3 separate regions of the Mus musculus genome follow, and regions 2 and 3 are each linked to region 1. The links are chromatin contacts, called in public promoter capture Hi-C maps. All regions are on one chromosome and are shown on one strand. Each heading gives the region's core, a stretch centred on a gene start, on an enhancer-like site or on the middle of the called end of the contact. The rest is flanking DNA. Distances are from core to core; before and after follow the strand shown. Region 1 holds the start of Klhl34 (kelch-like 34). Region 2 has its middle 330 kb from the start of Rps6ka3. Region 3 has its middle 390 kb from the start of Rps6ka3.

Evidence for each region. Promoter capture Hi-C pulls out the DNA fragments that hold promoters and counts their contacts.
Region 2: a contact with region 1 is called in a promoter capture Hi-C map of hippocampal neurons, with 16 times the contacts expected there. The contact joins the enhancer-like site here to the promoter of Klhl34 in region 1. A contact is called at or near these places in 8 of 39 promoter capture datasets (the 3T3-L1 cell line, the C10 cell line, cranial neural crest and 5 more), 3 of 484 Hi-C or Micro-C datasets (cerebellum, forebrain and muscle stem cells), 3 of 115 datasets of contacts at active chromatin or transcription factors (astrocytes, forebrain and neural progenitor cells) and 1 of 9 other capture datasets (embryonic stem cells).
Region 3: a contact with region 1 is called in a promoter capture Hi-C map of embryonic stem cells, with 8 times the contacts expected there. The contact joins the enhancer-like site here to the promoter of Klhl34 in region 1. A contact is called at or near these places in 8 of 39 promoter capture datasets (3T3-L1-derived adipocytes, the C10 cell line, the HPC-7 cell line and 4 more).

What each region holds. Positions count from the first base shown.
Region 1 is chrX:157,816,604-157,820,014 of GRCm38.p6, forward strand. Klhl34 (kelch-like 34) reads left to right here and starts at 1,832. Exons shown (of 1, transcript NM_001081667.2): 1 at 1,832-3,411. The coding sequence starts at 1,832.
Region 2 is chrX:158,922,375-158,925,785 of GRCm38.p6, forward strand. No RefSeq gene overlaps it. Among named protein-coding and RNA genes, the nearest start is that of Rps6ka3, 330 kb to the right of the region's middle. Within about 2 kb of position 1,562, at least 45 of the 459 cell types and tissues checked have an H3K27ac peak or open chromatin away from gene starts, as enhancers often do. A contact at or near this core is called in cerebellum, forebrain, hippocampal neurons and 1 more, where this site is marked.
Region 3 is chrX:158,868,334-158,871,744 of GRCm38.p6, forward strand. No RefSeq gene overlaps it. Among named protein-coding and RNA genes, the nearest start is that of Rps6ka3, 390 kb to the right of the region's middle. Within about 2 kb of position 1,563, at least 4 of the 459 cell types and tissues checked have an H3K27ac peak or open chromatin away from gene starts, as enhancers often do. A contact at or near this core is called in embryonic stem cells, where this site is marked.

The sequences.
Region 1 (3,411 bases), core at 582-3,081:
TAATATTTTATGAAATTAAAAAATCATATGTAATCGGAGACCCGGCTGGCCAAGTAGGAAATGACAGCCTTTTTATCTTTCCTAGGACTGTTTTTGTTTTTGTTTCTTTTTTTTGCTTCTGTGAAATAGAACTTGGTCTGAAAGACTCATCTAGATCAGGACTGCTGGAGGGGCCACTTTCGAAATCCAGGAAGACAAACTCTAGCTGGAAGCAAAACAAAACTGAAGCCTGTAATTTGGCAAGAAAGAGGGCTTAATGAACTCCTAATGCGAGAGCAGGATTCGGGCAACCAATAGGGTGCTCTTAGTCACCATTTCTGTTTGGTGTTTCTTATAAAAATCACTTTGTAGGGAGGGGCCCCAGAAACCACAACTGTCCTGAGCCTTGCAACTTTACTGCCCATTGTCTTGTCTTGGCATTGAGAATGTGGCAGCCAGTCATTAGATCAGAGCATGGGAAAGCAGAGAGGAAACTAGAAGAAATTACATTTTTTTTTGAGGAGTTGTCATTCAAAGAAAGAAAACTCGAGTTAGTTATAACTTCTTTCTCTGCATTGCAAAGAGATGGTTTTCATAAGCGCAAGAGTACCCAAGAGAGCTAGCTCCCCTGGGGTCAGAGGGCAGGGGTTGGAATGTAAAACCAGGCAGCTTGGGAGACTCTGCCTGCCTTAGGAAGGGCAAGTGCCCCTGAATTTCACACAGGGCACAAGAACTTGGCCCAGAGCTTGGGGTTCTCTCTGGTTTAGCTCTTCCTAGAGTCTTCTCTGAGCAGAGGCCTCCTCTTAGGTGTCAGTGCGCAAAATTGCCTCTTAATCCCAGCTTGCTCCCGACTAATTAGAACTTCTTCAAAGCCAAAAGATGAGCCTGAGGCTCCTTTTCCCATGCACAGGGGCACCAAAAGGGCCTCCAGCCTAGCCAGGTATCCCTGTCAACACATTACCAGGACAAGAGTCCCAAGGGAATTGGGCCCTTCCTTAGCTTTTGCCACCCCTCCCTCAGCTCAGCATTCCAAGGGACGCCCCCTCCCTGCGGTTCCTGGAGGCCAGTCAGGTCACAGAAGTCATTGCCCTGGCTCAGGAAGCTTCCTGCTGAGCCTTTGTGCGCTTCGCAGCCAGCAGCTGGGACGCAGGGCGGGGCGGGTCGCCCGAGAGCCAGCCGGCCAAGGCGAGCACTATTCCTGTCGCTGTGAGCTACCGGCTTGTTATGTACAGCGCCCAATCACGCTCCCAATCCTCTAAGCTGACCTGCTCTCCCCCCAGTGCCACAGGCTTTGATTTGATCGTTCTCTCAGAACAAGCTCACCCCCCAGCCCCCTAGCCAGTTGTCCTCGGACTGTGCGAGTGTCTACGGAGCAGCCACGATCAGAGCCACCATCCTGCTGTCCTGGGGCACCCACAATAGGGCCACATCCACGCATCTGGCCTTCTGGAGATTCAGTACCCTCGACCTCTCCAGGTGATGGTGCGCGGCCACCGCCGCCCCTGGTGTGCAAGTGTGGGTTCCCCAAATTGTGTAGGGGAGGCGGCTTTGGGCAACGCGCTGTCATGCTCACCAGCTGAAAACAAGTCTAGCAATACCGAGAAGACTCCGAAATCCACACCCTCTGCTACTAGAGGCTTTTGGAAATTGTCTCTACATCTTACTTTGTCTGAGAGGGGCACGGAGCAACAGCCAAATCTGGATGAAGGAACCTTAGGTTTTAAGCTGAGCAGGCAAAAATCAGCCTTTGCTAGGGGCTCAGCAGCTGGACAGCGGAGGTGGGGGTTCCGTGTTATGGGATGCCTCCAGCCGCGCTGGGCTGGCTCCATCCCAGCTTCCCGCCTTGGGCATCATGAGTTACTTCCTGTCTTACTGCAAAACCCACGGCAGCTCTCTTCTCACTGGCTACCAGGCCCTACGCGCTGAGGGCTTCTTGTGCGACGTGACACTGGAGGCCGAGGGCAGTGAGTTCCCAGCACACAGGTCACTTCTGGCGTGCTCCAGCGACTACTTCAGGGCCCTGTTCAAGAGTCACACTCAGGAATCGCGGGCTCGCGTAATTCACCTGCGTGTGCCTTCAGCGGCCGGCCTACAGCGCCTGCTGGACTTCATCTACACTGCCTGGCTGCCCCTCTCCATGGACACTGTGGAGGACACTCTGGAGGCTGCCAGCTACCTGCAAGTCACCGAGGCCTTGGGACTGTGTGCCCACTACTTGGAACGCCAGCTTGCCCCAGAGAATTGCTGTTTCATTGCCAATGTGGCAGCTCGATTTGGCCTGGCCCGCACCCTAGGTGCAGCGGAGTGCTGTATTGTACGCCACCTGGGGGGCCTGTTACTGATGGGCACTGGCCCCTCGGGGCTGTTGGAACTCAATCCTATATCAATGAAAGCTGTGCTGGGCGCCCCTGACGTGGCACGGGTGCCTGAGACGCGGCTGCTGGGCCTGGCACTAGCCTGGCTGCAGCAGGAACCCAAGGTCCAGCGCCTGGCACATAGTTCAACACTGCTTGGATGCATCCGCTTTGGCCTGGTGCCTGCTGGTGTGCTGCGGCGCATATACTCGGGCTCCGGTCTTATATTACCTACTAGGATCAAAAGCCTCATCATCCAGGCCCTCAATTACCATACAGCACCCTCCAGCCAGCCGCTTCTGCAGGGAGAACAGACTAGTGTTCGGAGTCCCCAGACCCGTATCTTGCTAGTTGGTGGTCTCAGAGCTAGGGAGATGGTTACCGAGGAGATCATGGGCCTACCAGAGGTAGTTCAGAATCGGCACCCTGCACCTCAACCAGAGGAAGAGGAGGGACAGGAGGAGGAAGAGATGGAGGAGAAGGAGTGGGAGCTCACCCAGGATGTGGTGTCCTTCGACGTGTATAACCACAGCTGGCACAGCTTGACACAGCTGCCCACACCACTGCTAGGCCACAGTGTATGTACCACTGGCAACTTCCTATTTGTCCTTGGAGGGGAGAGCCTTCCTGGCAGCCCATCTAGTTCCCTGGCTGCCGGCTCAAGGTCAATCACAGCCTTAGTGCACCGTTATGACCCGCGCTTCCACACTTGGACACAGGTGCCTGCCATGCGAGAAGCAAGGGCCTACTTCTGGTGTGGTGTGGTAGGTGAGAGTCTCCTGGCTGTCGGAGGCCTGGGCATCTGTGGTGAGGCACTGGCCTCAGTGGAGATGTATGACCTTCGCAGGGACCGCTGGATGGCAGCTGGACAGCTACCTCGGGCAGTACATGGTCACGCAGGTGCTGTCGGGGATCATGGTGTTGTGTACATCTCCGGGGGCAAGGCTGGGAGAGGTGAAGGAGGCACAAGTAGCCTCCGGGATATGTACTCCCTTAGCCCCGGAGAGAGAGTGTGGAGCAAGAGGGCACCCATGGGCACAGCTCGCTATGGGCACTACCTTGTGGTGCTGCGAGGTGC
Region 2 (3,411 bases), core at 312-2,811, 1.1 Mb after region 1:
AAGAATTTTTTATCGACGGAGAGAAGATTTATAGAGAACTCATTAATGTAACTTTTTAGTCTTAAAGTTAGCGGTTATGGAGAACCCACAGGGACTTGTTTTTAATTCTCATGGAGACTTTCACAAGCGAAATTCTTGGGGAGCTCTCCAAAAACCTTGTTGCTGAACATATTTATAGAAATGTGAAAATAAAACAACTCTCAAAGGATAACAGTGTAAAAAAAACTTTGGCTATTTATATTAAACTCCTACCAAAACAGCATGCAGTCCCCTCAACTTGGGACGATAAAAAGAATTCCAGAGCAAATAAAGTTACCTGGAGGGACAGGGTCTCCTGGTATAATTTAGGTTGGCCTGAAATTCACTATATAGCCCAAGCTGGCTGCACACTACCACCAGTCCTCCTGCCTCGACCTCTCGAGTGCTACGATTACAGGCTTGAGGCACTAAATGTGGCTTGAGGGGTACTTTTAAAGTATTTTGACTCAAAACCAATGAGATGTGTTGTTTAAATACAGTACACCTGAAACTCTGAGCTGCCCACTTTTTGCCTCCTTGTAAAAAGTCCTGCCATGTGCTGCCCATCTTTACTTAAGTACTTCGTTTGAAAGGTCAGCCAGTTCTATTAGAAATTCTGCTCAGCTTGATTTCAGTCTCTGTGTCCTGCTCTCATTTGATAAGGAATGCATGCCAATGATCTACGGTTAGCTGCTTGGTGGCGACTGCTTTTCCTCCCTAAAGCCCTTCCCCGGCTTTTCTTTCTCCCTCTCCACCACCCACATGCTGCTCTTATTCGGACTACTTCAACTGCCTCTATCACTCATCCACACCATTCCTGGCCTCCCTGTGCACCCACGTGCATACCCTTAGTGTGGCTCCATTTAACCCCTTGCTTGCCTGACAAATACAAACTCAACTAGGCTGGCGGAGTCTAGCACTCACGGGGACTGTGCACAGGTTTTGCAGTTCCCACCCAGAAACTAATCAGGCTCCCATCAGCAAACAGATCACATTACATAAGGCAGCTGGAAGGCGGCTCGGAGGCTGGGAAGCCAGATCACAAGGCTGCTGCTTCACCCACGTGCTGGTGAATCTTCCATCAGCCCCTCGGGAGAAGCAAACCCAGACGTCTGTAGTTAACAGCGTACATTTTGTGCCTGCCAGCGAGCACGCAGGTATAGAATACAATCTGCTAGGTTTTACGTCCATGTACCCCCAAATCAAAATACTCAGCAGAGACCATGTAGCCCCCAGGGAATACAGAAACATTTTTCCTTCTTTGAAATTCCTTCAACTCTTTATTAAGCCTCGTACTTATCCGAGAATAGCTTTTGTTTTACTGCCTGGGCAGTATGCGTTTAATGACTAATGGGCACAAAGCAGGACAACCCTGTCACACACACACACACACACACACACACACACACACACACACAAATGGGTAACCCAAATTCTCCCTTCCTGCTCCTTAGATAAGCCTTCACACTTCACTGCTCAGTGGAAAGCAAAGAAGGCATGGGGTGAACTGAATTCAGCTGTTGTTACCTGATTCTGACCACACTGGAAGGAGTCTAATTTTCAGGCACAGATTTGGTTTACGCAGTGAGTGGGCAGGTGGAACCTCCTCCACCTAGAAAGGAATCGTGATAAGGGAGAATTTTTTTTAAAGGTGGGGGAAGAGCCTAGAAACGAAATCCGTTTTCATCGCACGTGATGTGTGCAGATCTTAAAGTAGGTTGTTGCACTTCTGCACTGGGCTGTGTTTTGCCTTCGATGGATGCACATTCAGCTTGAGGCGATGCTGATAGCCGTGATTAAGCAGCGCTTCCAAGGGAAAATGTTTTGTTGTTTTCCTACCAAGATAGGAAATGCTTGTTTAGTATGCAAGAAAACTCCTCCCATTTCTGAAATGGAATTTACGTTATACGGTCTTTTGTTAGATGGTTAAGATTGCACTGCATGGTAGAAAGGACGTTAGGAGAATTTTAAGTGAGAGAGAGGGAGGAAAAAGAATGCAGGAGATAAAGAAGGGTGGGAGGTAGATACGAAGGGGGAGTGTAAGGGGGAAGAATCCAGGAATGCTTAAGCAAAGTAGAGAAAGAAAGGGGAGTGTGGATCCATTGTTCACAATAGAAGGGCTAGTTAAAACCACCAATTTCAGGAGCCAGGAGGGCATCTCGATTAGGGAAATCCCAGCTATGTGCAGCCCCTACCCCGCTGGGAATATCTGCTGACAGGAATGTAATGGAAAGTGTAGCTGATGTGAGAATCACCAGAGAAAGAAAGCCTAGGACTCTGCTGGGGAAGAGGATTTTTCTCAAACAAGAAAGAAGTGAACCCATTCATTCTAAATGAAAGATGCCAAGTGTATATACAAAGATGGAATATAGAAACTCTCCCAAAGGGACATTAAACACTGTAATTGCGTCATTGTCTATAGACCTGCAGCCGACTTCCATCTCAAACAATATAAGAAAATAACAATTCTTCATGAATTATTCAGAGGTTCCCTTTGTGGCAGTCACACACTGTACAACTAAGGCCCCACAGATCTTCTTCAAGGAGCCTGTGGAACTATTTCTTACATAAGTGTGGGAAGGTGGCAGCTGGCTTTAAGTTCAGTGACAATGCTTTCAGCCTATTTGACTAATAATTTCGAAAGTCTTTTGCAACAACTTTGTAACACTTAATGCTGAATTGTGTTTAGTGTGTCATGTTTTGGACATCTTGGTCAGTTGCCTTTGCTGTAGCTGCCACTATCAATGTTAATGATAATAATATTTTGTTGGTGCAATGAGGTTGTGTAATAAAGAAGACAAAAGGAAATACTGTGTGCTCCACAAGGGGCTGAGAATTGATTTTATTAAAGCTTTGCTGCCACCTAGTGATGCATTTGAAGAACTACCTGATTTAGACCGAAGTCATTCCAATGCATTTTAAAATACCAGTGCAACTGTTGGGAGGGCTAGCAACCAAAATACTAAAACTACAATGTTAAGCATTCCAGTAATATGAATATAATCAAAACTGTAATAAGTTTCCTATATATTATACAACTCAGTTACTCAAAATGTATCAAATAAAAGTGTGTTATAAACCAAACCATTAAAAACAGTTATAGTCAACGTTTATGTAATACCTACCCCATTTATATAAACCTATCTTGTGCCTGACATGACTTGATACAATGGAGAAAGCCCCTGAAGTTGGGAGCTCCTATCACAAGCCATACCCACAAGTAACTGTCCATCTATTTTCTATATAGAGTATACAAGTGTGTTCAATGTAGGTCCCCATATTTGTTTCAGGGGAATTTTCATAATTTGTTAGAGCTAAAGGAACCTTGCAGTTCAAAGATTGACATTGTCATTTATCAAACACATGAAGTTAGTCCAAGTTCAACTGCTTAAC
Region 3 (3,411 bases), core at 313-2,812, 1.1 Mb after region 1:
AAGAGCAAAGGAATTCAATATTGATACTGTGGAATTTATTGAGGCTTCCTTTGTGGTCAATCACATGTCAACTTTTAGAAAATATGACCCCAAAGGAATGTTATAAACGTCATAAAAATCTAATAGCTGAATATTGTTCATATATTCAGAGTTCCCATATTTGTTTTTGATAACTAGATCAATCACTTTTAGAAAGGCATACGTTAAAGTACCCAGATAAATTATTGGTAAACAAATTCTAAGATAAATTTTAAAATAACAACATTGATTTATTGATTAAATTTTTATTGAATAATTCATTTTCTTTCTGTAATGATGGAAGTAGATTCTCTGTATGCTATAAAACTAAATTATTAGATACATATATAGTAATTATTTTTATTCCATTGTAGTTTTTGTTTATATACAGAGGTAGTTTTAGCTCTTACAAGACTTGTGGATTTAATTCAATGTTCTCAAGTACTAAGACTCCTTCCCTAGCTGGCATGTGGAGATGGTTCTATAAACCCAATACTCAGGAGGCAAAAGAAAGAGCCAGAAATTCAAGGTCATTAATCTCAGTTACCAGTGAATTTCAGGCTATCTTGAGTTACATGAGTAACTCTTTCTAAAAACAGCCAAAACAAAAAGGAGGGCTCCCTCAGATTTTGTTGATTCATATATCTGTTCTTCCTTTGTTTTCAACTTTTCTGTTCTCTTCTGTTTTATTTATTTCTAATCAAGTTTTAATTGATTTTTGTTTAGTCTAATTTTTTAATTTTTTATTAGATGTTTTCTTCATTTACATTTCAAATGCTATACCGAAAGTTTCCTATACCATCCCCCACCCCGCCCTGGTCCCCTACCCACCCACTCCCACTTCTTGGCCCTGGCATTCCCTTGTACTGGGGCATGTAAAGTTTGCAAGAGCAAGGGACCTCTCTTCCCAATGATGGCCAACTAGGCCATCTTCTGATACATATGCAGCTAGAGACATGAGCTCTGGGGGTACTGGTTAGTTCATATTGTTGTTCCACCTATAGGGTTGCAGACCCCTTCAGCTCCATGGATGATTTCTCTACCTTCTCCATTGGGGGACCTGTGTTCCATCCTATAGATGACTGTGAGCATCCACTTCTGTATTTGCCAGGCATTGGCATAGCCTCACAAGAGACAGCTATATCAGGGTCCTTTCAGCAAAATCTTGCTAGTGTATGCAATGGTGTCTGGGTTTGGTGGTTGACTGTGGGATGGACCCCCGGGTGGGGCAGTCTCTGGATGGTCCATCTTTTCATCTTAGCTCCAAACTTTGTCTATGTAACTCCTTCCATGGGTATTTTATTCCCTATTTTAGGGAGGAATGAAGTATTCACTCATTGATCTTCCTTCTTCTTGATTTTCTTCTGTTTTGCAAATTGTAGCTTCATATAATGAATTGGGTAGGGTACCTTCTGCTTCTATTTTGTGGAATAGTTTGTGAAGAACTGAGATTAGATCTTCGTGGAAGGTCTGATAGAACTCTGCACTAGATCTTGGTCCGAGACCCGCCGAACTTAGGAAATTGGTCTGAACGGGTGAGAGGGTGCGCCGGAGAGCCTGACAGCTTCTGGAGCAGGCGGAAGCACAGAGGCACTGGGGCAGCACCCTTTGTGGGCCGGGGACAGCCAGCCACCGTCTGGACCGGAGGACAGGTGCCCGCCCGGCTGGGGAGGCGGCCTGAGCCACGGCAGCAGCGGTCGCCATCTTGGTCCGGGACCCGCCGAACTTAGGAAATTAGTCTGAACAGGTGAGAGGGTGCGCCAGAGAACCTGACAGCTTCTGGAACAGGCGGAAGCACAGAGGCGCTGAGGCAGCACCCTGCGTGGGCCGGGGACAGCCGGCCACCGTCCGGACCGGAGGACAGGTGCCCGTCCGGCTGGGGAGGCAGCCTAAGCCACAGCAGCAGCGGTCGCCATCTTGGTCCGGGACCCGCCGAACTTAGGAAATTAGTCTGAACAGGTGAGAGGGTGCGCCAGAGAACCTGACAGCTTCTGGAACAGGCAGAAGCACAGAGGCGCTGAGGCAGCACCCTGTGTGGGCCGGGGACAGCCAGCCACCGTCTGGACCGGAGGACAGGTGCCCGCCCGGCTGGGGAGGCGACTTAAGCCACAGCAGCAGCGGTCGCCATCTTGGTCCCGGGACTCCAAGGAACTTAGGAATTTAGTCTGCTTAGGTGAGAGTCTGTACCACCTGGGAACTGCCAAAGCAACACAGTGTCTGAGAAAGGTCCTGTTTTGGGCCTTCTTCTTCGGCCAGGAGGAGGTCCAAATACAAGATATCTGCGCACCTTCCCTGTAAGAGAGCTTGCCAGCAGAGAGTGCTCTGAGCACTGAAACTCAGAGGAGAGAATCTGTCTCCCAGGTCTGCTGATAGACGGTAACAGAATCACCAGAAGAACAATCTCTAAACAGAGTCAACTATAACTACTAACTCCAGAGATTACCAGATGGCGAAAGGTAAACGGAGGAATCTTACTAACAGGAACCAAGACCACTCACCATCACCAGAACCCAGCACACCCACTTCGCCCAGTCCAGGGAACCACAACACACCTGAGAACCTAGACCTAGATTTAAAAGCATATCTCATGATGATGGTAGAGGACATCAAGAAGGACTTTAATAAATCACTTAAAGAAATACAGGAGAACACTGCTAAAGAGTTACAAGTCCTTAAAGAAAAACAGGAAAACACAATCAAACAGGTAGAAGTCCTTACAGAAAAAGAGGAAAAAACATACAAACAGGTGATGGAAATGAACAAAACCATACTAGACCTAAAAAGGGAAGTAGACACAATAAAGAAAACTCAAAGCGAGGCAACACTAGAGATAGAAACCCTAGGAAAGAAATCTGGAACCATAGATTTGAGCATCAGCAACAGAATACAAGAGATGGAAGAGAGAATCTCAGGTGCAGAAGATTCCATAGAGAACATCGGCACAACAATCAAAGAAAATGGAAAATGCAAAAAGATCCTAACTCAAAATATCCAGGAAATCCAGGACACAATAAGAAGACCAAACGTACGGATAATAGGAGTGGATGAGAATGAAGATTTTCAACTCAAAGGTCCAGCAAACATCTTCAACAAAATTATTGAAGAAAACTTCCCAAATCTAAAGAATGAGATGCATATGAACATACAAGAAGCCTACAGAACTCCAAATAGACTGGACCAGAAAAGAAATTCCTCCCGACACATAATAATCAGAACATCAAATGCACTAAATAAAGATAGAATACTAAAAGCAGTAAGGGAAAAAGGTCAAGTAACATATAAAGGCAAGCCTATCAGAATTACACCAGATTTTTCACCAGAGACTATGAAAGCCAGAAGAGCCTGGACAGATGTTATACAGACACTAAGAGAACACAAACTGCAGCCCAGGCT